Regions from separate parts of the Mus musculus genome. Here all the other regions are linked to region 1. A link is a contact called in public ChIA-PET, HiChIP or PLAC-seq and promoter capture Hi-C data. All regions are on one chromosome and are shown on one strand. Each heading gives the region's core, a stretch centred on a gene start, on an enhancer-like site or on the middle of the called end of the contact. The rest is flanking DNA. Distances are from core to core; before and after follow the strand shown.

Evidence for each region. Promoter capture Hi-C pulls out the DNA fragments that hold promoters and counts their contacts. ChIA-PET counts read pairs in DNA pulled down with a chosen protein or histone mark. HiChIP or PLAC-seq counts read pairs in DNA pulled down with a chosen protein or histone mark.
Region 2: a promoter capture Hi-C map of pre-B cells shows a contact between it and region 1. The contact joins the enhancer-like site here to the promoter of Mnd1 in region 1. A contact is called at or near these places in 8 of 39 promoter capture datasets (the C10 cell line, HPC-7-derived erythroid cells, cranial neural crest and 4 more), 1 of 15 datasets of contacts at CTCF or cohesin (embryonic stem cells), 1 of 484 Hi-C or Micro-C datasets (embryonic stem cells), 8 of 115 datasets of contacts at active chromatin or transcription factors (the NIH/3T3 cell line, bone marrow-derived macrophages, embryonic stem cells and 3 more) and 2 of 9 other capture datasets (liver and macrophages).
Region 3: an H3K27ac HiChIP or PLAC-seq map of embryonic stem cells shows a contact between it and region 1, with 8 times the contacts expected there. The contact joins the promoter of Sfrp2 here to the promoter of Mnd1 in region 1. A contact is called at or near these places in 9 of 39 promoter capture datasets (the 3T3-L1 cell line, the C10 cell line, the HPC-7 cell line and 6 more), 1 of 15 datasets of contacts at CTCF or cohesin (embryonic stem cells), 1 of 484 Hi-C or Micro-C datasets (embryonic stem cells), 4 of 115 datasets of contacts at active chromatin or transcription factors (all in embryonic stem cells) and 1 of 9 other capture datasets (embryonic stem cells).
Region 4: an RNA polymerase II ChIA-PET map of memory CD8 T cells shows a contact between it and region 1, with 9 read pairs. The contact joins the enhancer-like site here to the promoter of Mnd1 in region 1. A contact is called at or near these places in 5 of 39 promoter capture datasets (the 3T3-L1 cell line, the C10 cell line, embryonic stem cells and 2 more), 8 of 115 datasets of contacts at active chromatin or transcription factors (bone marrow-derived macrophages, embryonic stem cells, large pre-B cells and 2 more) and 4 of 9 other capture datasets (adipose tissue, embryonic stem cells, liver and 1 more).
Region 5: a contact with region 1 is called in an H3K4me3 HiChIP or PLAC-seq map of bone marrow-derived macrophages, with 5 times the contacts expected there. The contact joins the enhancer-like site here to the promoter of Mnd1 in region 1. A contact is called at or near these places in 13 of 39 promoter capture datasets (the 3T3-L1 cell line, the C10 cell line, cranial neural crest and 8 more), 1 of 484 Hi-C or Micro-C datasets (nephron progenitors), 1 of 115 datasets of contacts at active chromatin or transcription factors (bone marrow-derived macrophages) and 1 of 9 other capture datasets (adipose tissue).
Region 6: a contact with region 1 is called in an RNA polymerase II ChIA-PET map of memory CD8 T cells, with 38 read pairs. The contact joins the enhancer-like site here to the promoter of Mnd1 in region 1. A contact is called at or near these places in 15 of 39 promoter capture datasets (the 3T3-L1 cell line, the C10 cell line, cranial neural crest and 8 more), 1 of 15 datasets of contacts at CTCF or cohesin (embryonic stem cells), 14 of 484 Hi-C or Micro-C datasets (B cells, the Ba/F3 cell line, the G1E-ER4 cell line and 5 more), 13 of 115 datasets of contacts at active chromatin or transcription factors (the NIH/3T3 cell line, bone marrow-derived macrophages, embryonic stem cells and 4 more) and 3 of 9 other capture datasets (adipose tissue, liver and macrophages).

Annotation. Positions count from the first base shown.
Region 1 is chr3:84,153,357-84,157,396 of GRCm38.p6, reverse strand. It overlaps Mnd1 (meiotic nuclear divisions 1), which reads left to right and starts at 1,611. Exons shown (of 8, transcript NM_029797.3): 1 at 1,611-1,735. The coding sequence starts at 1,733.
Region 2 is chr3:83,810,546-83,814,502 of GRCm38.p6, reverse strand. It overlaps the pseudogene Gm7115. Among named protein-coding and RNA genes, the nearest start is that of Tlr2, 29 kb to the left of the region's middle. Within about 2 kb of position 1,787, at least 59 of the 459 cell types and tissues checked have an H3K27ac peak or open chromatin away from gene starts, as enhancers often do. A contact at or near this core is called in bone marrow-derived macrophages, hematopoietic stem and progenitor cells, microglia and 1 more, where this site is marked.
Region 3 is chr3:83,764,549-83,768,352 of GRCm38.p6, reverse strand. Sfrp2 (secreted frizzled-related protein 2) reads right to left here and starts at 2,032. Exons shown (of 3, transcript NM_009144.2): 1 at 1,310-2,032. The coding sequence starts at 1,811.
Region 4 is chr3:83,861,016-83,864,750 of GRCm38.p6, reverse strand. No RefSeq gene overlaps it. Among named protein-coding and RNA genes, the nearest start is that of Tlr2, 21 kb to the right of the region's middle. Within about 2 kb of position 1,595, at least 223 of the 459 cell types and tissues checked have an H3K27ac peak or open chromatin away from gene starts, as enhancers often do. A contact at or near this core is called in adipose tissue, bone marrow-derived macrophages, liver and 3 more, where this site is marked.
Region 5 is chr3:84,511,506-84,515,318 of GRCm38.p6, reverse strand. The region is part of intron 7 of Arfip1 (ADP-ribosylation factor interacting protein 1); the gene reads left to right. Among named protein-coding and RNA genes, the nearest start is that of Fhdc1, 34 kb to the right of the region's middle. Within about 2 kb of position 2,033, at least 7 of the 459 cell types and tissues checked have an H3K27ac peak or open chromatin away from gene starts, as enhancers often do. A contact at or near this core is called in bone marrow-derived macrophages, where this site is marked.
Region 6 is chr3:83,788,492-83,792,084 of GRCm38.p6, reverse strand. It overlaps the pseudogene Gm7115. Among named protein-coding and RNA genes, the nearest start is that of Sfrp2, 24 kb to the right of the region's middle. Within about 2 kb of position 2,129, at least 133 of the 459 cell types and tissues checked have an H3K27ac peak or open chromatin away from gene starts, as enhancers often do. A contact at or near this core is called in the N1E-115 cell line, adipose tissue, embryonic stem cells and 4 more, where this site is marked.

The sequences.
Region 1 (4,040 bases), core at 362-2,861:
TTTTAAGTAGCTAGGAATGATTCCAGTTCCTTTAAAGCATGGATTTAAAAGGTATTTGCGAGATGATTATAAAGCAAACTGCTTGCCTTCTAGAGACAAGGTTCCCCGGCTAACCCACCCTGCTGAGCACACAGCACTCAGATTGTTTCTTTCCATAAGCCCACACGCCTCTAGGGACTGACACAGCTCATTTTACTTCTCAGCTGGTCTGTTCACCGTACAACAGAAGCTCTAATTGGTTGACTTTTTGCTCAAGTATTTGACTGACTCTGTGCTTTGACCTCAGTCTTTAAAACACATAAATTATGTGCATAGATGAGCAACCAACCACACTTCACCATCACCTGGGAACTTTCAGTAAAGATTTCAGGTCTAATATAGGTTGACCAAAAAGAAAATGACTAAAATTGCTTGCATTTGTATAGTTGTTACTTGATTGGATAAACTTATTTTTATTGTAATAATAATAATAACATAGGAAGAGGAGGAGGGGGAAGGGAGAGAGAGAGAGAGAGAGAGAGAGAGAGAGAGAGAGAGAGAGAGAGAGAGAGAGAGACTTGCTGTCAGGAAGCCCTGTCCTGAAAACCTAGGATTGAAAAAAAAACTTAAAAAAGTAACTGTGATAAAGAGCAAATTAAGAACTCTAGAAAAGCGTTAATAAAGTGGATGTGATGAAAACTCTGTGTCACATAATTGACAGGAACATCTCTGCTATATGCCTGTTGTCAGGGTATGAGCATGGCAAGCAGGTTTGGATACATACTCACCCCCATCCCCGACTATTGCTCTCCTTTGTAAATGCTTTGGATGATTTTTGCTAATCACGTTTATCCTATCTTATAAAATAAAGGTTTTAGTGAAACTTTGAGAGACAGATTCACTAGTAGTTGCAAGAAATAATTTAGAAAGCTCCCACATACTCTTTATTAAGGTCTGACAGTCAGCAGCACTAGAATATTTACGTTTCATTTGTAATGCAGAACACCTGCACTACTCTGTACACTCTCACCGCTCTGTATCAGAGGACTTTTTAAGGCTAGAGGTTGGTGCTCGCCTTTAATCCCAGCATTTAGGGAGCAGCAGCAAGCAAATCACTGAGTTCGAGGCCAGCTTGGTTTACAGAGAGAGCTCCAGGGCAGCCAAGGCTACACGGAGAAACCTTGTCCCAAAAAAGCCAAATAATAAAATTAAATAAGACAAAAATAAAATAAAATAGAAAAAGAATTTCTTTTCTAAATGTACTCGTTTCTTGCAGCCAAAGCCCCATATTTTTTTTTTTAAGCTAAAAGAACACACTTAAAAGCGAAGACTCAAAAGTTGCCTTTTAAAAAGAAAACTAAAAGCTACATTGAACACTTAAGTAGTAAGCAACTCTGCAACCCCAGAGGCACGGGAAGGGAACAGAAGCCTTCCCTGCTCCAGCTCCCACGCCAGGCCCCAACTTTTCCTTTCTGCCTACAGGCTGCCCAACCCAGACTGGTCCATCTGGTCTCAGTCCGGCCCTGCCCATCTCAGGCTCCTCCCCTACTGGACCTGCCCATTATTTCAGGCCGCGCCCCTCACCGCCCTGCCCATCTTCTCAAGCCCCGCCCAGGCTCGGCTCCTCCCTCGGGTCCCGCAGTCCTACCAGGGCCGCCAGGGGTCGTTGCATCTCCCCTGCACTTCCTCCGGTCCTTCCCACCCCACGCGGTTGTTGGCGCCAGACTCAAACAGGGAGGCCGCCTCGCGCAGCATGGTAAGAGCGAGGCTCCGACGCGCGCACCTCTGGGCTTCGGGGCCGCGGCAGCAGGGGTTGTGCCTGGCCAGGCCTTGTGAGGTTGGCCCCGCGCCCACTGCTGCGCCCGAGCCCTGATGGCGGCCTGCGCCGCCCTGGTTCCGAACCGGAGCGTTCTAGAACCGAATCCAGAAGCCCCGCAAGTTGGACCGATCCGCGGCTCCCGACCGAGAACCCCAGGGCGCACGCGCTGCGGAGTTGGCCACTGAAGTGTTCAGTGCCCTTCGGTTCTCCTGGAATTAGAACCCGGGGCCTTTTACTTGCTTGGCACGGCGCTCCCCTTTTTCAGCTGCACCCCACCACTGTACTTAGTATGCTAACAGGAGCCGCCCAGATCACTCCGCCTTTAGATCATGGCAGTGACACCCCCACCCCACCCCGCACCCCCGCCTTTAAGGGCAGGGTAGGACGCCCCACCCCCCACCCCAGCCTCCCCCACCCCCCACCCCACCCTGCTCTCTGCGGGCCAATCCTGGTTTACTACCAATCGCCGTTGTCTATTCGGACTTAATGACTCTCTGCCCTTTGGATCGTTTTTTTTTTTCAACTACCTTCAAAGTTTTGTGTCATTCTTTCCACTTTTGGCGACAGAGTATCAACGAGTCGCTAGAGTGACCCCAGATTTTAATATCTTAATTTAGTTAATTTTGGTCGTCACACAGGGTGGACAAGGATCAGGTCGTTGGGCATTTATTTGAAAAAAAAAAAATTGCCCAGCTGTAATTATAACTGATAACGGCTTCTTTGTGGTTAAACTAACAGACGGGCCACCTGGGCATGCAATGGCCCAAGGAGCCCAGGACCAGATTCAAAACAACAGTGTTACCAGTGTTTGGTGTTATCATGTTTCTCTTTGTAGAATTTAAGTACCCGACTAAAAGGAACTAGGAATTATTGATGTGCCGGCCTCACCCTCTTATTTAACCCTCTTTATAGGGCAGTTGCCTACTGCCAAAGGGATTTAATGGCTCTTAACTCTTCACGCAGGTATTGCTATTAGTTTTATATATGAGCAGGAAAAAGTTCACTGTTAGTCTGGTCAAAGTTAAACTTTTGACCTCTTTCCGAATGTGAATTACTATTTCGATTTGGCTTGCTTTGGCAGGTAAACAATTACAAACGTAGGCCTGTAATCCCCAGATGGCTTTGCGTCTCCTTCATAATCTGAAGGCATCTGTGTTTTACCACAAGGAAATACCCCTCCCCAGTTTTGAGGACTTTCTTTTCTTTTTCTTTTCTTTTTCTTTTCTTTTTTTTTTTTTTTTTTTTTTTTTGGTTTTTTCGAGACAGGGTTTCTCTGTATAGCTCTGGCTGTCCTGGAACTCACTCTGTAGACCAGGCTGGCTTTGAACTCAGATCCGCCTGCCTCTGCCTCCCTAGTGCTGGGATTAAAGGCGTGTGCCACCACCGCCTGGCGTTCTTTTTCTTTCTTGCTGAAGTCTCTAATGTCAGTATGATGTCCATTTTACATTAGTTGTTTTAAATCTGACCTTGGATGTTTCCAACTGTGATTAGTAAGAACTCCTAAAAGGCACAGGGATAAATCATGCTGGAAGTCATGCTCCAATTCAGCTGCGTTTATATGATGTTTATATTGTGGTAGTAAGAGCGTTCCGAAACTGAGCTCCCCGGGACATTAGAGTCTCCTTGTTGCTTGCCTCTGGGGGATTGTAAAGAACTTTCCAGAAACTGTTTATAATACCAAAATATTAGGATTTGTCACCCCAGATGTGGGCTCTGTTTTCTCCTGATTTAGCCACATGATTAAGTCCTAATGTAGGGAGCTGAGCAAGCCTTGAATGAGTGAAGACCCCAGTGAACCTGTGTTGTTGACATGCATGGCCTCATCAGAGACACCCCCCCCCCCCCAGCTCCAGGCTTAGAGAGGTGGCTATGTTTCCCCCAGAAGAGGAGTGCGAGTTTTGACAGTCTGTGTGGAAAATGTTCACTAGCTTTGCTCCCTTGCGCACGTTTATGGCCTGAAGACCACTCACTCCCCTAGAGAGACTGCTCCTTGGTTACCAAGATTAGTTAAACCTGCCTCTGTGTTCAGATGTATGTAATAACCCTGCCTCCATGTTTATCTGTATGTAAGGCCCCACTGTAAGAAGTACCCTGCCTCTCTGTTCAACTTTACAATGCACGTACTGAGCTGCAGTGCTGCAGGTTTTCCATCCAAGAGCCCAGACCACCCAATCCCAGCTTTCTGCTCTGCTTTTCCTTCATTCCCTCACTGCTCCTGTCAGGCCCAAGTCCCTGGAACCAT
Region 2 (3,957 bases), core at 538-3,037, 340 kb after region 1:
CACAATGGGCCCTCCCCACTTGATTACTAATTGAGAAAATACCTTACATCTGGATCTCATGGAAGCATTTCCTTCAGGGAGGCTCCTTTCTCTGTGATAACTCCAGCTTGTGTCAAAGTCAGCCAGTATACCAGGAGACTATGGTGTCTCTAAAGAAGGCCAGAGAAGGTGGTAAGGTCTTTCTGCTGAGAGGTACTTGAGCCATCAGTTACTCTGATCTGTCTGTGATGAGCAGTTTACATCGTTGCAAAAGCAACTAGTTCAACGTGGAGGTTTATGTTACAAAACTAATGCTGTTAGGAATGTGAACAAGGATTTAGAGGCTCCTCCTGGCCAAGCCTCAGCCCCAGATAGCAACATACAATAGGTTCCTTGGACTCCACACATAATCAGGATCTTTCTTAGGCTAAGGTCTATACAGGAGATGTTCCTGGCTAACAGCATCTTGAACTGCAAGGCCACTCTATGCCAAGTGACATGCCTTTGGAGACAGAACTTGGTAGACTGTCATCTGTGGCTAGGCACCACGGGCCTTGGTGAACTTTCTTGACAGTTCTTCCATGACTGCCTCATTTGGTAAAGTGACAGTGATGGGGCTAGTTCCTAACACTGACCTGAAAGATATGTACGTGTGTGAATATATATATTCTACATGTACATATTATATATACAATGCATTCATGTTGAAAAGACTGGGCACAAAAAAAAAAAGAAAAGACTGGGCACACTAAGTCCCCAACATACTGCATCAGTGTCACAAATAGATTATCCCTACGCTCATCTCCCTGCGTATTGGGCTACACATACTTCTGGGAACAGTAGAACCTGGAGCTTCTGGGCTGCTTGAATTTACTTCAGGCAAGAGACTGTGTTCCTGCCTCAGAACAGCCTCCATATGAAAATATTACCCTACCATCATTTCTCAGCATGTAAATATCCAATTAATGCCATTTTGCAGTGTGCTGTGTTAAAACCAAATCCATTTCAGCATGCGCAGCTGTTAATCTTTAGCAAAGAGCAAAAGTAAAGGTTCAGCAAATAATTGCTTTAAGATAAACCGTGTGGTTTATCATTGGTAAATGTTGGATTCACACATGTGTTTTATATACCTGTATACCTGGAGGTCACAGAAGAAGTTTTGGGGTGAAAACATTTAAGAAACTCTGCTTCGGAACACGGTGGGAACCTTGACTTTGGGCAGCACTTGAGGTATATGGAGTCTGGAGCAGGCAGGAGTTGAAAGGGATTGCTGTGGGCACAGACATAGATAGCCTGGTATCTTGGACACCTGAGCTATCTGGGTCACAAAAGCTAGCAAAGCCAATTTGAGTAACTCCTGTAGTGAAGTATCTGCACTGGGTGAGCTGACTTGCTTAGGAGCCTGCACTGAGCTAGGAGAATTCATTATACAGTGGGAAAGTAAAATGCCCTCCTTGCCAGGGAACTACTTGCTCCAAGTACAAGTGCCAAGCACATTTGGATTCTGCAACCCAAAACACTTTGACAAATCTTAAATAGCATTTGGTAGTCAGGAGAGAGGTGGCCATGTTTTCACTTTTTACTGACTTTAAAAAGCTTTCTAAGACCTCTGGCATGTCTAAATAGTCTCCTGACATTGCTCCCAAGGGCTTCCAAATTGGCAATTAAGTTAACTATCTGCAAACCTGGCAGTCATGTAGCTGATTTTTTTGTTTTGGTTTGGGTTTTTTTGAGACAGGCTTATCTGAAACTCACTATGTATTCCAGGCTGGCCTAAAACTCATAAACTTCCTCAAAAGAAAATGTATGTTATAGTTACCATCATGTTTATTTAAACATTTCTCACTCTATATGTCCCCTCTTCCAAGCTAAAAAGGAAAACTTCTTGTTTTATCTTTCTTAGTATTTAACAGGGGGAAGCAAATCCACACAGAGAGAAATATCATGACTATGTATCCCTGAAGCCTATGATTTTGTTTTCTCCAACAGGGTAAATTTTCACCACTGTCTCACAAACAGTGAACACTACACACTCTCTCCTGTCCTTACTGGAGGGGCTGCTCAGTGAGGACGTGCACCCCACTCACAGATGAAGGGACAAAGAGCTCATCTGAGGCCATATAAGCCTGGAGGATCCCAGGGAATTGTGTAAACCCCAAGAGGATGGTGGCTGCCCCTCGATGTTAAAACCCCACTTGTTAGACACGCTTCCGCGTTTTTCTGATGTGTTAGGTATGGTCAGGTCAGATCGTAAACCTTCAGTCCTTGCGGGCTTTAAAGTGCTTTTGACCCAACTTACAGGAGAATAAAACAAAACGCTGAGCTAAAAATAATCATGCAAACAGTGCTCTAGAGATTTAAAGAAGAAGTAGTTTCACTTCCTTTTGTTCCTGCCTCTGCCAACTGAAGTCTGCAGCTATGAACTCTACAGGAGACAAGTCAGTCCCCATTGCACAGGATATGTGGATTGATGCTGTGATAGCCAGGGTCTACATGTTTTTACTGCAAAGGTTTAAAAAAAAAGGATTAGGGGATGCCTAGAAACCTGTAGACACTCCACGAATGAGGGAAATTCCATATATTCCTTAATGTTTACAAGAAAGAGATAAAGCTAGGCGTGCTAGTGCAAGCCTGCAGATTATTTTCAGCATCACTTACCTATGTAGGTATTTGGTTCTATCATTTAAAATACTAGGAAAGATACAAATATTAATTCCAACTTTGGGAGAGGCTGAGGCAGGAGGATTGTGAGTTTGGGGCCATATATTGTGAATTCTTATTTTAAAATAAAACAAGAACAATAACAAATGAACAAAACCCAAGACCAACCCAATAAAAACTTCAGCCTAAATTAAAGATGAACTAAACATGACCACGAGGAGTGACTGGAATACACACCTTGGTGTTTGCCCTGAGAGCAGTCTCCAGGAAGCTCTGAAGAGGGTGTAACTTGTAACCATGGAGAACATTCCCCACGTAGACAGAAACCACCACCAGTAGAGCGTTATAGTGAAGTACAAAGGGTCAACCCACATCTGCAGCAAGGCCACCAGTTATCAGAGAAATAAACACAGTCTCCTTCAGTGATGGGGACCTCGAATGGCGCCCCAGTTTGCTGTATGATGCTGAACTAGATAAACTTCAGTCCTGGGACCTCCATCACTCACTAAATGCTTCACACACACTCTTTCTGGTGGAGAGCAACCTCACCACCATGTCTATTCCATAACAATGGCTTACCTACCAGCTGTGAGTTAATTCTACAGATGAGAAAATTGGTAGTTGTCTAAAAGATCACATGGGGCTACCCCAGAACGCCCAAGCCTGGTCCTTTCACCTGACTGCTTCAGAGGAAGCCGTGTAGGGCCTCAATAGTGAAGTGCATTGGACATACAAGTATCACTATAGTTGTGAAACTGGGAGCATTGAATCTGGGCTGTCTCCCTATCCTGCAGGGTGACCTAGATTTCAAACATAACCTAGAGAAGAAAGCACTCTGAAAATCACACTGTGTTACACGGAGCCCAGGGGCTGCTGTTACTAACACATGCCCCCATGAAAGGCCTTAGAGGATCGTCAGTCAGTGAATCAGCAGCTTCTGGGATGCCTACCTGGGTAACAGTGAGTTTTCCCGCTCAGCTCTCCTGCCTCTATCACGTCCTCTCCTGTTCCCCTTCCTCTTTCTCCTCTTCAGCTACTTGTGCCCCTTTCCAGAGAGCATGGTGTAGGGACCCCACTCTTTCCTTGTTCTCTGTGTCTGTACCACTGACCAGAGTCCAAGTGGCCTCCAGGAGGTACATTTAATCTGGCTGGGTCCAACCCACACTACTGGGGGTCCGGACAGACTGAGCTGATGGGCTGTAAGTCAATGGTTGTTAGGGTTGTTTTTTCAACAGTTGTACTTTAAGAGCAGACCTATCAGCAAGCCACTATTCTTCCTTCCTTCCTTCCTTCCTTCCTTCCTTCCTTCCTTCCTTC
Region 3 (3,804 bases), core at 783-3,282, 390 kb after region 1:
TCAAGTGCAATCTTGTAGGTTTTCACTAGTATGAAATCAAATTTTCACAGGGAAAAAGAAAAAAAAAAACCTTGTGACCCATAAAAGAAAAGTTATCTGATTTTTGAAAATATCAAGCAAACTTCGCAGGCGTCCAGGCTTATTTTGAAGGAGGAAAGTGAACTCTGGAGGAATACCCTGTGTCTATTTGGGTTGATGGCAGGAAGAAAAACAACAAAGGCAACCCCCACAAAACAACCCCAGCCCTACCCAACCAGAGAGAAACACTTCCAATCGGGAGGCTCGGAGTGTGTATGAAATGCTACCAACCTGTATTGGTTATTCTATTGTATATGTTGGGCAAATGTTTGAAAAATGCCAAACATTTGCAATAAATTAGAAACCTAACCAATAAGATGATTGCAGACTCATGGTGCCTGCCAGGAAAGATTGCTAAACAACTTTGTATTTTCTTTAACTAATGATGTCTGCAGGAAAAAAATTAGCGATTGAAAGGGAGATGCGGCTGCAGCCAGAGAGGGGTAAGGAAGCCCCCTTTTCTATCTCCGGGGCCCAAATCAGCTCAGACACATTGTATACTTTTTCCTTTCAGGAAAAGTATCAAGAGTGCATGAGGTTTTCATTGCTTTGATGGTTTTTGCCTATGAACTTCCCTCTGTTTTCTAAAAACTTGAGGGAACTCTTCTGCATGATTTTTTCCCCAGCTAATTAAAACCACTCCTAAGATAAAAGCAGATAGTGACAGAGAGATGAGTCCTGTTGATTGCCTTTAGCCTCTCTCCCCCAAACACCTGGGGAGTTAAAACCAATAGTCAGGGTTCCACTCGCTCCCAGACAGTCTTCGTTTTTTTATCTCCAAACCTACATTGGCGAAGGACAAAAAAACAATCTCAAAAGGTGATCAACGTGTATCGTTTGTTTTTATCCAGTGGGACAAGAACGTGCAGAGAGAGGCTGAGCCTGGGTGCTCATCACTAGGACCCAATCATGGTAAATGCTTTCAGAAGCGGGGACGCAGAGCAAGAATCTTAAAAAAAGGCTTGCCACTTTTGTTTGGCTTTCTTAACTACCTAAGAGGAACTGTTAGAACCAAGGAGGAATCTTGGCGCATGGGTGGATATCTCTAACTCCGTATGGCAACAGATTAGGGCAAGGAGAGCTGCCATATCCAAGGTTGGGACCTCCAGCCTGGACAAACTAGGATGTGGAGTGGTGGCTGCGGGGTGTCCCCCACCCCACCCACCCCACTCCCCAGGTCCTAGCACCTCAGGCTTCTTGGGAGTGGGTGGATCGAATAGGGAAGGCTTACCTTCCTCTGTGGCCGGCAGGAGGTGGTCGCTACTAGCGAGGGGGATGCAGAGGTCGTTGTCCTGCGGGAAACGGTCGCACTCCAGCATGTCTGGCCAGGGGAAGCCGAAGGCGGACATGACCGGGGCGCAGCGGTCCTTCACCTGCACGCAGAGCGAGTGACACGGCTGGATGGTCTCATCTAGGTCGTCGAGACAGACAGGGGCGAAGAGCGAGCACAGGAACTTCTTGGTGTCCGGGTGGCACTGCTTCATGACCAGCGGAATCCAGGCGCCCGCCTGCTCCAGCACCTCCTTCATGGTCTCGTGGCCCAGCAGGTTGGGCAGCCGCATGTTCTGGTACTCGATGCCGTGGCACAGCTGCAGGTTGGCGGGGATGGGCTTGCAGTTGCTGCGCTTGTAGGAGAAGTCGGGCTGGCCGAAGAGGAAGAGCCCACGCGCCGAGCCCAGGCAGCAGTGCGAGGCGAGGACTAGCAGCAGCAGCGAGGCAGGGCCCCGCGGCATCGTGGACTAGCGACCCCCGGGGGGCGGAGGGAGCCGAGCGGGGGAAGCGAGAGGCGGCCGGAGCTCGAGCTCGTCCGGGACTCCCTCGCTCTGCTCGTGGGGGCTCTGGACAGCGGGCGGCGCGAACGCGCGAAGCCGGGCGCCGGGAGGTCGGCGCGGGCAAGGCACTGCAAGCCCGCGCGCAGCTCCGGGGGGCTCCGACCCGGGGGAGCAGAGTGAGCAGAGGCTGGGGCCCAGCCAGAGTTTTCTTGGCCTTTTTTATGCAAATCTGGAGGTGGAGGAGGGGGAGCAAGGGAGGAGCCAAACCGGAGTAATCCGAGGAGGCCGGTCACTACTTTCTGGGGCTGGCTGCGTTGAGAATGCCCCTCACGCGCTCGCTGGCAGGAAATTCGGGCTGCGCCCCCACCCCGAGGCAGCAGCCCCTGCGCGCGCGCTCTGGTGATTGCCTTGCAAGCAGACAAGCGCGGGCCACCCTGTCCCAGGGAGAGCGAGGGGAGAGCGAGGAGGAGGCAACGAAAGTCGAGGACACGCGTGGAGCCGGGCTAGCTGCCTTGCAGTCGGATCAGGGCTGGAACGCGTTTCACGCCCCGCGTGGCCTGCGCCCGTATCGATGTGCAGCAGCCTTTAAGTCTCAGCACTGCGTCCCTGTCCCCGAGTAACCATAAACCAGCAGTACTAGACTCTTTGTGGCCTGGGCTTTTTCCTCCCGGTTCTCCAGCCCAAGTTGAGCAGACTGGCTTGAGCAATGTGATTCCACAGCCTCACGACACATTCTGACTTATAAAATGGAATTGCAGCCATGCACGGAGTTGCTATTTTGCTGGGGTGTCTATAGGATTTTGTCACTGTGGAGGACTTGTCAGAGGCATCACGAATTTGCCCGCCATTTCTCCTCTTTGGAGGAGAAAATTTGACCTCTGAAGAGATGTCTATGCTTGAAGGCTGCACGGGCTCTAATACATAGGGGTTCAGGATTACCTCAGTATAGGCCACCAAAGCAATAAATGGGGCTTATGAGTACCAAGGTCAGAAGGTGGGCAGGAACGGGCAGAGACCTCTGTGGTCACAAGAGTTAGTCATGTCCTCAGCATAGTTGGCCCATTCATCCCCTAACAACCAGGGACGCCATCCTGGTCACCCATCCTGGTCACGCCATCCTGGTCACCCATCGGGCCATCCTCTGCTCTGTAGAACAGGGAACCTAATGTTAGGGTAAGTGGATTGTAAGGTGCCAGGCGGGGAAAGGAGTACAGAGAGACAGTTTGGACGTGCGCAGGGGGTGGGTTAAGGGGGGGGGTGTCTCTTCCCCAAACCTTCCCTTGTCTTAAGAGTCAGCCTCTCTTTAAGTGGGACCTTGCAAGTCCTGGGTAGTGACTTCCCCTCTTTGCCCCCCCCCCCCCCAACAATCCTCTTTCAAGTGTAAGGTGGACACATTGTTGCTGCTTCCTGGATTTAACAGCTGGGTTGGATGTTTGCTGCCTGATTTACATTTTCCATCCATCTGGATGGTGAGCTCAGGATTTAGGGGGTCAGCACATTTTGTGGTCCCGCAGTTTATGAGAGTTTAAGGAGTGACGAGAGGACGATAAAATGCTATTTCCTACCCACTTCTGGCCATAGTCGAAGCAGGTAAACACCCAGAGGGAGCCCGCAATGGGAGTCTTTAAAAGTCCAGCTCCATCTTTCCTGCTCTGCTGAAGGCCTGCCTGAGTGGAGCCGTTTCCATCCAATTGGCTCTAGACCTTCCCGTGTCTAGCTGAAGCAGCCAGAGGCTTAGACTTTCTCCCCAGGTAAAAACTAGTTTGAAAATAAACCACACAAATACAAAAAAGTTAAACCAAACAGCTACACAGGCTGAACGCTGAAATGGAATTCTAGTATTCTCAGGTATTCACTACTCGTGGCCCCAAAGTACATCCATGGGGTCACCTCCCGCCTGCCGATCCCCTGAGTGGAAGATCAAGAAGCCCACCACCAATTCGTCTAGTTTGAG
Region 4 (3,735 bases), core at 346-2,845, 290 kb after region 1:
AGAATAGACAACAATGGCTTTATAGGTGAAGGCCTTGGCCATGGCTCCCCTACAGCGGATCCCGAAGAAAAGAGGCAGTTCATAGTTTTAAGGCATTTATTGTCATGGTGGAAATTAGATAAATAAAACCATACCCCACTTCTCAGGGCGGGCCTGAGGTTAAATACCTTTTGTAGGGAGGAGTGTCTGGGAAGGAGAGCTCAATTGGCTAAGCCCTTCAGGCCTTTAGGTACCTCATTAAAATGGAGATCTGTCTTGAGGCTATGTGACCACAGGTCAGGTCCTCTCCCCGTGTAGGGGCTTGGGGCGTTGCCCATAAGTGACTGATGGCCACAAATCTATGGAGAGCTGCGGCCTCATGTCAGGAGGGAGCGTGGCAAAATGCCTGCCGTCCTTCAGGACCACTAGGGTTTCCAGCCTCTGCTCGACCAGAAACCAGGCTGCCTTTCACAGCCCTACAGTTCGCTTCTCTCTATGGAGTCCTGCCAAATGGAGCTCAACTACATAGTGTAAGGTGAGCCAATACCTGTATTGTTCACACACACACACACACACACACACACACACACACACACACACACAAAGAGTCTTTTATTACGTGTCCTTTCATGTGCTTTCTTTAACAGAATATCCTTTCACGTGTGTCTACTTCAGTGAAATGTTCCTGAGACTGCCTTATTCTTTCATCCCTGCCTATTTCAGTCAAACATTCCTTCAGGTGTCTACTTTAACAAAAACATCCTTTCACCTGTATCCACTTTAGGAAAACACTGGTTCACATGTTTGCCCCAACAAAACACTTAAGTTTCTACTTCAATGCGATCTACTTCTGTCCTGGTAGGAGACAGTCTCTACCAAAGCCACTTGCTAGATGAACACTGCTAAGCAGGCAGTCCAAACAATGGTCACTAAAGCTGTCACAAATCAGGCCTATTATTGTGCAGCTATGGAAACAGCTAACCACAAGGGGAGTTGAGATGTGTTCTTGTTTTAAGTGGGCTTCTTGTCCAAGACTTAGGTTTCAGCAGCTGCAATATTGGGAATAATAGAATATAGTGGAGAGTGTTTGCTTACCCACACATTCAGGAGACTGTTTAGGGTGTATCTTCAAAGAACATCTAAGACACTTAAATATAACCACAGCTATGTGCCTTCTACCAGAATCAGCAAAGTCCAGAGACACTGCCTAAAGGGAAGCCCTGAAAGAACTGGTCTCTCTCTCTGACACACACACACACACACACACACACACACACACACACACACACACACACGGGACTGGTTCCTTCGGTATGAATTACTCAGTTCATCTCCCTCTCTATTTTGTGAGCTTCTCAAGGGCAGAGAGAACCCTGTCTTCCCTCTGGTCACCCCCACTGGCTGGCTAAGGCAGGCTCCTAAGAGGGTACACAAACTCTTGCTTGTGACAAGCACTCACTCAGCACCTCTCTGGTACCCAGTGGTTGTCCTAGCACTCCTCTGCAGCAAAACCTTTCTGAACCAGCCTGAGGGGAGGGGCCTGGTGTGAGGCCAGGCATGGGGAGGGCTCAATCAGAGGAAATATAGATGTCACAGCTTGCCACTTTCATTTCCTAAAACTGAAACTTGTCTAAAGGGACTTATGCAACAGTGGAATTTCAGCTCAGTCACTCACTGGAGCCCAGGGGCTGGGGTGGAGCCAGTCCTAGAATAACTCTGGATGCCTCTAGACTTGTTATGAAGTTTCTGAGGGAGAGCCAGCTCGTTCTCAGCTGACTCCAGTTGGTCCTTGTCCTTGGAAAACTGTGGAAATCCCCTGCTTCTCCCTACGCGAGGGCTGGGCTCCTCATATCTGAGAGGAAAGTTGTCATTTGCTGTTGACCTGGGCAGTCCTGGCCTGGAGCCTTCCCTTAACAGAAACATCATTGGGTTTTCCTCAGAGAAACTGGCCATGCACTTGGTGGAATAAAACAGCTTGAACTGATTCATATAAAATGTAAATGACTGAGAGTCTGATTATAATCACATTCCTTTTTGTTGTTTGTTTTGTTTTGTTTTGTTTTGGGACAGGGTTTCACGCAGCCTAGGGGGGCTCCAAACTTCAGATCTCCCTGTCGTCATCTCCCAAGTTTGGGATTCCGTGTGTGAGCTAACAGACACAGCCAAGTCAGTACTTTCAAGGATACAATTCCGTGAGCAACCATAGGCTCCTTAGTTCTTCCCTCAAGTAATAGCTGTTAGTGGAGTCTGTTTTCTCAAGAGTTGAATGATGGGAGAATCCTGGCCCACTGTTTGGTCTGCACCATAGATGCCCTCAGCGAAGGAGCAGTGGAAAATTAACTGTGGAGGGTGGAGAAGAAGGGAGGGAGAGGAAAGGGGAAAGGGAAGAGAGGGAAAAGAGGGGAGAGAGGGGAGAGGAAAGAGAGGGGAGAGGGGAGAGAGATTGTTCCCTGATAATTTTCCTGCAATCAGTTTGTATTCTTTATTTTCTTAGAAACAAATGCTTTTTAGGAAAGGTGAGTCACAGTTAGTTAATCTAGCTATCTTTATGCATTCACAGTTTTTTTTCCCTGTAGTTGTTATCTTTTGCCAACATAGCTTTGGAGCACTGTAATTTAGTGAGTCCAGATATTCCTCTGCAGTGGACCTACAATTCTATTTCTTAGCTCATTCAACCCATAACTGTGTAATTTCTGCCATCCTATTATTTATTATTATTATTACTCTCCTGCCTTGTGTTTCTGCATGCATATGGGCAGGCAGCTTCATTTTTCCACTTTATTTTCTATAACATAAATGTATTGTTTGGCTGTTCTTAACAGTCCAACTTGTATCTAGCACTTATGAACACCAGGCACCATTTGTGCCCTGTGCACACACTTCCTTACAAACATTTACAAACATTTTACAGCCAGGATAACTTGATTCAGATTTCACAGCCAGCAAGGTAGCTCAGAGACTATGTCTCAGCACCCTTTAAGTAGCCAGACGCTTCTCCAAATCACTTTGGAATATTATTTTTTTCTTTTCTTTTTTTTAATTAGATATTTTCTTTATATACATTTTAAGTGCTATCCCGAAAGTTTCCTATACCCTCCTTCTACCCTGCTCCCCTACCCACCCACTCCCGCTTCTTGGCCCTGGCATTCCCCTGTACTGTGGCATATAAAGTTTGCAATACCAAGGGGCCTCTCTTCCCAGTGATGGCCGACTAGGCCATCTTCTGCTACATATGCAGCTAGAGACACGAGCTCTGAGGGTACTGGTTAGTTCATATTGTTGTTCCACCTATAGGGTTGCTGACCCCTTCAGCTTGGAATATTATTTTTTATGTCAGAGATATGGTGTCCTGGGGGGCTACTTTACCAAATGAAGCCCAGGCAGGGCTTCAGCCCTTTGGTACCCAGGAAGTGCTCAGGGTTGGTTTGTGGTATTGTTGATAATTGCCACACTTAGCAAATTCTAGTATCTATTCCAAGAAGAGGCTGTTGACTTCTGGAAATAGAAGGAAAAGGGCGAACAGAACAAAGGATTGTATGATAAATATTCCCTTTTCTCCCCAGGACAAGTACCCCCTCCCCATCATTTTTATCCAGACTTTTCAACAATCTGACTAGACCGACTAGATGAACCACAAACTAGAGAAGAAACTAATTTAAATCATAAAGCCTTTCTAGAGAACACTGGCTAACCTTGAGAGTTTGTTTGGTTCTGGGCCCTGCCAGCTCAGATCTGCTTTCTCCCTCAGGATATCTA
Region 5 (3,813 bases), core at 784-3,283, 360 kb before region 1:
AGAAGACAAGAACCAAAGCCAAATAAAGCCTCAGGTTTTTATCAGCATCTGCCCCAGTGCTTGAAGCCACTTCTTCAGAAGTGATTTTCAGAAGGCCCCCAATACTTCTCCTCGGGGTGTCCGGTTGAGCCTTAGTCATACCCAGCCTTGCTTGCTAAGCAATAGGGAAATGGAGGCACTCTCAGTCCTAGCGTCCTTGTCCTCCCAACCAGACACTCTGGAATCTGACCTGATGTGAGCCTGTAACTTGCTATTGGTGCATCCCACTGTGAGCATCACCCTGCTTCCGCTGCACCAGCTCTTGATTTTCACTTACCCAGGTTCAAACTGCCATTAAATGTTTTCACATTTGACCTTATACATAAATATTCCCCTTTATCTTGGTGGTTTATAATACAGATTTCTAAATGTACTATTTTATATGTATATCCCTCTCATGATTTTGTTAGGTAAACAAAATGTATAGTAATAACTAACTTTAAATATCTAAGAATATTCTTTAAAAAGTACCACATCCATAATAACTTTTCAACTTTTGATTCCACGTGCATTTTCCCCTGTGTCCTGACATTGATGCTTATTGTCAGCCTCATTTTCTGGTAGTGTTCTCTGAACACTTGGAATGCTGCCTTTATGTTACATTTCCATAGCATGGTTGAAGATGGTGCCAAGTCTTAGCTTGTAGGAGTAGAACACAACATTTGACCTCTTACCCTAACTAATGGCAGTGCTTGTGAGAACTCGGAAAGCATGTATCTTACCATTTTGTAGTTGGATACTTATTCTTAGGTCTGTATAGCCTATGCTTTATACAGGTCAAAACTCAGGTATGTGGAAAACTTAATTTTTGATTTTTATTACAAGGAGAAGTGCTTCTGTTCTGTGCTGTTTGTAATTTCCAGTTTAATATTAACGTGGCATTGTTACTGGCTTAGAAATAAAGATCACGGTAACAGCTCAGACTATCTGGTAGGAAGTGGGAGGGTCCTGGTTTGCAGATTATTTAGGCTAAAGGCCTACTTTTTATTTGAATTATTTATTAACATAAAATCAGGTGGTGAAAAACAGAACTGGAAGCAGTCTACTTAAAGACTTAGCTCACTGACATTGGAAGTGTTCTTGTAGAGCTCCCCTCAGCAGCATCTGCAGTAATGATCTGTCTGCTTAAATCTTTTCTCTCACATTGTGTTTTTCATGGATTCTACTGCTGTGTGGATCTTTGCTAAATTTGTCTATCATAATCTATCTATAATCTGTTTTTTGTTTTGCTTTTTAGTTTTTCCAGTTTTTAGGAGTCTAGAAGATTCAAAGATAAGAATTCTTTGACTTGTTTGCCTCCTGGGTGCTAGGGCTGCAGGCAGGTGCCACCGTGCACAGCTCAGTAGAGAAAACACTTATATTTGATTTACCGAGGAGTAAAGTAGCTCTGCAGAGATTGGGTGGCTTGCTTACCTGTCATTTCAAATGTTCATTTGGCTTCCTGTCTTTTAATCTGAAATTTGGGCTGCAAGTGTAGTTCAGAGGTAGTGTATTGCCTAGCACAACTAAACAATAATAATGTAATTTTTAAACCCATAAAATTTTCATGTTTCATGAAAAACAGTTTTTACATATTATATGAGAACCTCAGAGGATAATGTGGTATCAGGTCTCGGGATATATGGTATACTGGCTTTTTCGGAACCTTTGGATAGTTACTTAAAGGAAACTTTCAGACAGCCTCGTTTGTGTGCCTGACAAACTGGCAATGATGTCATCCCATAAGCATCCTTTTTCATTCAAATTATACTAGCATATTCTCTAAGTTTACCTTGGGGCTTGATCTCTGCTTATCAATTCTCTGAGGGCTTGGTTAATAGTGATACTTGGACATTGGCTTCTTAAGGGACAATATTGAAGAAGAGTCCAAACTTCAAAGTTTTAAGTAGCAGTTTCTTTTTTGTTTGACAAATTTACTGCCTTTTAGGGCAAGGGTCATCCATATGACCAGCATTAGAAGTGGTAATTAAGGCGGATGCTGGGTGGTCTGTTAACCCCATCTGCATTGTGTACAAGTCCTTCCTGGCCTCCTCTAACAGCCCGGTCAGTGTTTCTCCACAGCAGCACCAACAAGGCAGACAATTGCAACCTTTTCAGATTCGGACACCTGTTCTCCTGAGAGTACAAGCTCAGGCTGGCGATCTTGAGGTGAAAGTTGTGCCTGGAAGGCTGAGTGCCCATCCCTGGGTGGCACTGAGTGCTTTTAGAGAAGCTTTGCTGGGAAGTTCTGCTTTTCCCTTTTACAAAATGAGTGTCAAAGCTAAGGAGTGTGAGGTCACTATTGGAACTTTTTATCTATCTCAGCCAGCGCTGCTATCTTAAGAAATGCCTCGCTCATGACATCCTACCAGCTTTAGTTTGCTTCTACTTTTTTGTTTGTAGCTTGCTTTTAGCTCTTCCTTTTTTAATACTAAGCATTCTAAAGGTTTTGATTATTGCCCAATGTCATATAATACACATGGGTATGAAGTTTTATAGTAATTATTGTTCCTATTCATAAATGAAAAATGGAAACACAAAAAATGCAATGCAAACTGAAGACAGGAAAGCGAGTGAAAGGTAGTTTAGCCTCTAAACCCATGGGTTTAACTAACTTGTTGCCAAATTTAAGTTTGTCCTACCCCATTGGCTCTTTATGCCTGTCTAAATCCTTACTGCCTTTGTTCTAGTTCTGAGACGTCTTATTCCCCTTAGTCTTGAGACTGGCACATTTTTTTAGTCTACCCAGTCCATCTCCCTGCTATACCATTAGAGGGCCAGCTCTTTATCCTAAACAAATGAAGTCAGGGCAAATCACAGCTCTTCAGTGGCTTTTTACTGCTTATTCTTGCTGGCTTACCTCCGAACTGTTTATCAGGAACTGTGGGTGTTACAGGAAATATTAAAGAAGATTTGCATGCTTACTGCACTACTGCGGGCCACTCTCTTTCCCAGCGAGGTCCCGCCGGGCTACTCTCTGCCCACCAACTATCCGGCAGGGTCAGAGCTCCCATGTTCCCTTTGCTGGTTCTCCAGCCCCACCCAACGACCTTCCACCCTGCAATCAGCCACTACAACACCCAGCAACATGGTAGAAACAAAACTATAGAAGTTTATAATTAACAAGTCAGATTTATATATCAATAAATTCTCAATTCACAAGTTACCAATACAATAAATTCAGGACCAATTGATAATGATAAAAGCTGCCCACCTAGATTAGACAAATTATCCCAGTTATTCAGACCTTTATGCTGTCATAACTACCTGTGGCTATTTAAAGCCACGCTGCTTCAGGTTCTTCTTCCTGTCCCTCCAACTCCATCTTGGCTTTTTCTCTCTCCTCACTCTTCTGTCTCTGCAACTCTTAGCTCCACCTCCCTTTTCCCCGTCCAATCACAGGCCTCCTGCTGAAGTAATATTTTAATGTAATTGGACAGGGAAAAATCCTGCCTCTCGGGAGGCTGCCTACTATTCTAATTGAAATGTCTTCCAGTACTGGACATTAATTTTGGATTGTAATACACTGAATTAATTCTCATCTGTCTATGCCCGTGCCCACACTTTTCTCTTTTGGAGGCATTCTACCAATTTTATTGCCTAATATACTCTTTTACCATCCTTCAAATTTTAATTGTGTCATATTTTTGTTCTTAGAAACACTTTCTTAAATGTCCAGTCACTCCCTGTCTATAATAATAGTTTGCATTATGCCGTTTTGTTGCAATTGGGTCCTCACAAGCATATTGAGGATGAACTCAGCTCACTGGAAACACAGAAGATGCCAGCGTGGGT
Region 6 (3,593 bases), core at 880-3,379, 370 kb after region 1:
TTGTTAGTGTCAGTTCAGAGTCCATCATGGTCGGGAAGAGAAGGTAGCAGGGGCCTGAAGTAGCCAGTCACATCATATCCATAGTCAGACACCAACAGAAGGTGTTGGTTAACTCCATTTTTATACAGCTCAGGGTCCCCTGGACAGGGGATGGTTCCTCTCATAATTCATGTGGGGCTTCCCATATTAATTGACATCGAGATAATCCCCCAAAGGCTCATATGCCAGGGAATTCTGGGTTCTATTTACTAACTCTAACGTCTTTCCAAGTGGCAAAGCCAGAACAATGAACTCAGAAACTACTGACGTCCCCTAACCACATCTGAGCACCTGCTGAGTCCTGGCCATAGGTCATAAAAACTCAAAACCAAGCAGACAAAAGGAGATTGGGCTGCTCTAAAATGCCAGACAGAACATGAGACCGTGCTTAAGTCATGCCTGCCTCCAAGTGTACTTTTGAGGCTATGCAAGTTGCCACATCCTGTAGCTACATGTGGAGAGCTACAGTTTTCACTAAAGTAGAACATGTCAATGCTGGAGACATCTACCCAGGTCTTCTTACCTTCAAACCTCCTCTTCTCAGAAACTTCTCTTTGTTCTTACCATTTCCCCTTCTTTTCTGAGAACTGCTCTCTCTCTTTCTCATATATGTATATTGGAATCCAGAATCTCATACATGCCAGACAGGTGCTCTTCAGAACTTAATCCCCTTCTTATAAGACAGCTTGTTGTCCTAACTGCACCAGACAAAATTCTTGAAAGAAAAAGTTATGACCTCTCTTTCTGCATAAGTGGTTCTTGCCTTTAAAAATTGTTTGAAATCGCTTGTGAGATTTGAGAAGTTTCACATGTACAAAAGGTATTTAAATTGGCTCACTAGACTACAGGGCCGGTGGTTGGTGTTTGCCTGAGAAGGAGGACTGGGAGCTGAGGCCCTAGGTCATGCTGTTTGAGCCTATTTTTCATTTGGTCAGTGAATTATTCACCTAACAAGTCTATACTGAGGACTTGCCATTTGCTAGACTCAGTTCTGGATACTAGGAAGCCAGCAGCCAACAAATATGACCAGGAGCCAGCTCTTTTGAACCTTTGATGCTGATGGAGGTTCTCAGACAATGCACAACCAGACATGCTAAAGGTGATTAGGGGGAAAGAGAACAGGCTGAGGTTTAGAGCTGTGGGGAATTATCATATATAACCTTGTCAGGCCGGGCATTGGTTTTAATCCCAGCACTTGGGAGGCAGAGATAGGCAGATTTCTGAGTTCGAGGCCAGTCTGGTCTACAGAGTGAGTTCCAGGACAGCTAGGACTATACAGAGAAACCCTGTCTCGAGAAAAATAAACAAACAAACAAACAAACAAACAACCTTATCAGTAGCTACTCCAGTCTTTCTTTATGTCCCCAGCTCTGTGAAGTCTAACTGAAAGCAGCAATCAGTTCTCTAAGACCAGCTCAAAGGAACACCCTCCTGCCACGCTCCCAGCTTCTCCTGCTCTTTTCCTTACATCAGGAGCAGTCTTTTGTGGCCAGTCTTCCACTTTCAGTGGGATACTTTTGTCCTTATTTTAAGGATTCAGGCTCCAGAAGAAAAGCCAGTCTCTGATAGTTTCAATATCTCGCCTGTACATATAGTTCTAGTGTGGGCCAGCGCAGAAGAACTGTCCCATGAGCAAACACAAAGATTAGACTGAATTTTCAGTTCCCACCAATAGGAGGCAAGAACTAGCCCGGAGAAACTTCAAGTATCAGCATCATCAACTCCCTGGAGGTAGGCCCCACCACATAGGTTTGAATCCGAACCTTGGGGCAGAGCCCAGCAAGTAACCCTTTAAGGTGACATCTAGTGACTCAGAGCACTCTTAGATTGATTACCTCAAGGCGGAAGGAGAAGGTGGAAGTACAGTGCCTCGCCTCTCTTTTACCCTGAGCCAGTGGGAACTGGTGGGAACAGATAGGGAACAGCCTGGGAGAGAGGATGAAGAGAAGGAAGAAAGCCCGGAGAGAAGGAGGAACGAGAAAGGGGCCATTTCCCAGAAGGTCCGGAGACCCTGCCTCCGTCCGGGGCCGGCTTACATCCCTGTGGGCGGAGTCTTGGAGAACAGACCGCGTCTCGCGCTTGCGGGGCCACATCCTCAGGACTCGTGCGGGGTCCCTGGCTCTCACCCCGCGGGTACCTGCTCGAGCTGCGGGGCTACCTCCAGCACGGCCGCCGCTTTGAGCTCCGCCATGATCGTCGCCGCGTCGGATCCCCGCCGGGAGAGTGTAGCAGAGTCCGCGTTGGAGCCGAGCTGACAGTGGCCGGGCGGGTGGCCTGGCTGTGGCTGCAGTGGTACCTCCTCCGGAGCCCAGGTCACCATGCACTGCGCACCTCCCTAGCGTAGTGAGGGACTCCTCAGTGTGGCATGGGCACGTTCTGCGGGTCCTCCTACATGATGAAAGGTCCTGCGTCCCACCACGCCCTGTACTCTCTGCTGGAACCAGAGGTGACTGGGCTGGAGGAGGGTCCGGAACAGGTAGGAAGAGGGGTGGGGAGTTCAGAACCAATGGATCGGAGTGGGCAAGGGGGCAGTGGTGGGGAAGAGGGAGGGTAAAGGAAGAGTAAAGGGAGAGGGAGAACGGTGTGCTGAGGATAAGGCAAGGGAGGAGGGCGACCAGAGGGCATGAGAAAGGAAGAAGGGCGGAGGAGGGAAGAGAGGAAGAGGAAGGAGAGGAGGAAAGAGTAAGAGGAGGACAGGGACAGCAAGGTAGAAGAGTAGGAGAGGAGGAGGGAAAAAAGGTAGGAAGAGAGGAGGAGAGCACAGAAGAAAGGAAGGGAAGAGGAGGAAGGAAGAGGAGATGAGCAGAAGACTGGAAGAAGCTGAGGGAAGGGGTTGATAGACAGAAGGAAGGAGGGGGAGGCAGAAAGAGGTTTCCTTTTTAGCTCTCTGGTAGAGGGGGTCCATTAGGAGAACAGAGTCTGGTTGGCAGCCCACACGATGAGCTTGGAGCTTTCTTGTTTCCCGGGTCCACTGTTCCTCCACCTTCAGTACTTTCAAAGATAACAAAGCTGAGAAGTCCCGCAGGGAAGAGTATGCAGAACTTTATGGTCCTCAGGGTGGTGCTCCAGGACCTGTAGGGTCTCTTGGGAGACCACTCACAACGTACCTTTGCCCTCTACCTTCAGAGGGCACCTCTCTCCTAACATCAAGTGTAGATTTACTCAAGCATACAATGAAGAAACACCCAGTCAATCATCCAGCCTATAGGATGTGCCTTTACGTCATCACCCACAAGATGTTACTACCGTAGATCAAATGACCAGCTAGATGGTCACATCTCTGCAATCAGGAAACTTACTTCCTAGCAGAGGATAGGGACAGACGCAGGTTCAAGGACCACTTGTGAGGATCAGTGTGCATGCCGGGAGCTTGGCTCTATCAGAAAGGCTACAACAGCTCTCCACTTCTGGACCCTCCCTGAGGTGCTCTGGTACAGGAGATGTTGGCCAGGACATGAGAATTTCTATTTGTAACAGGGTTCCTGGTGATGCTGCCGCTGTTGACTATCTCCAGAGATCTCCCTGGCACGATCAGGGACAGTGCTCTAGCTGGA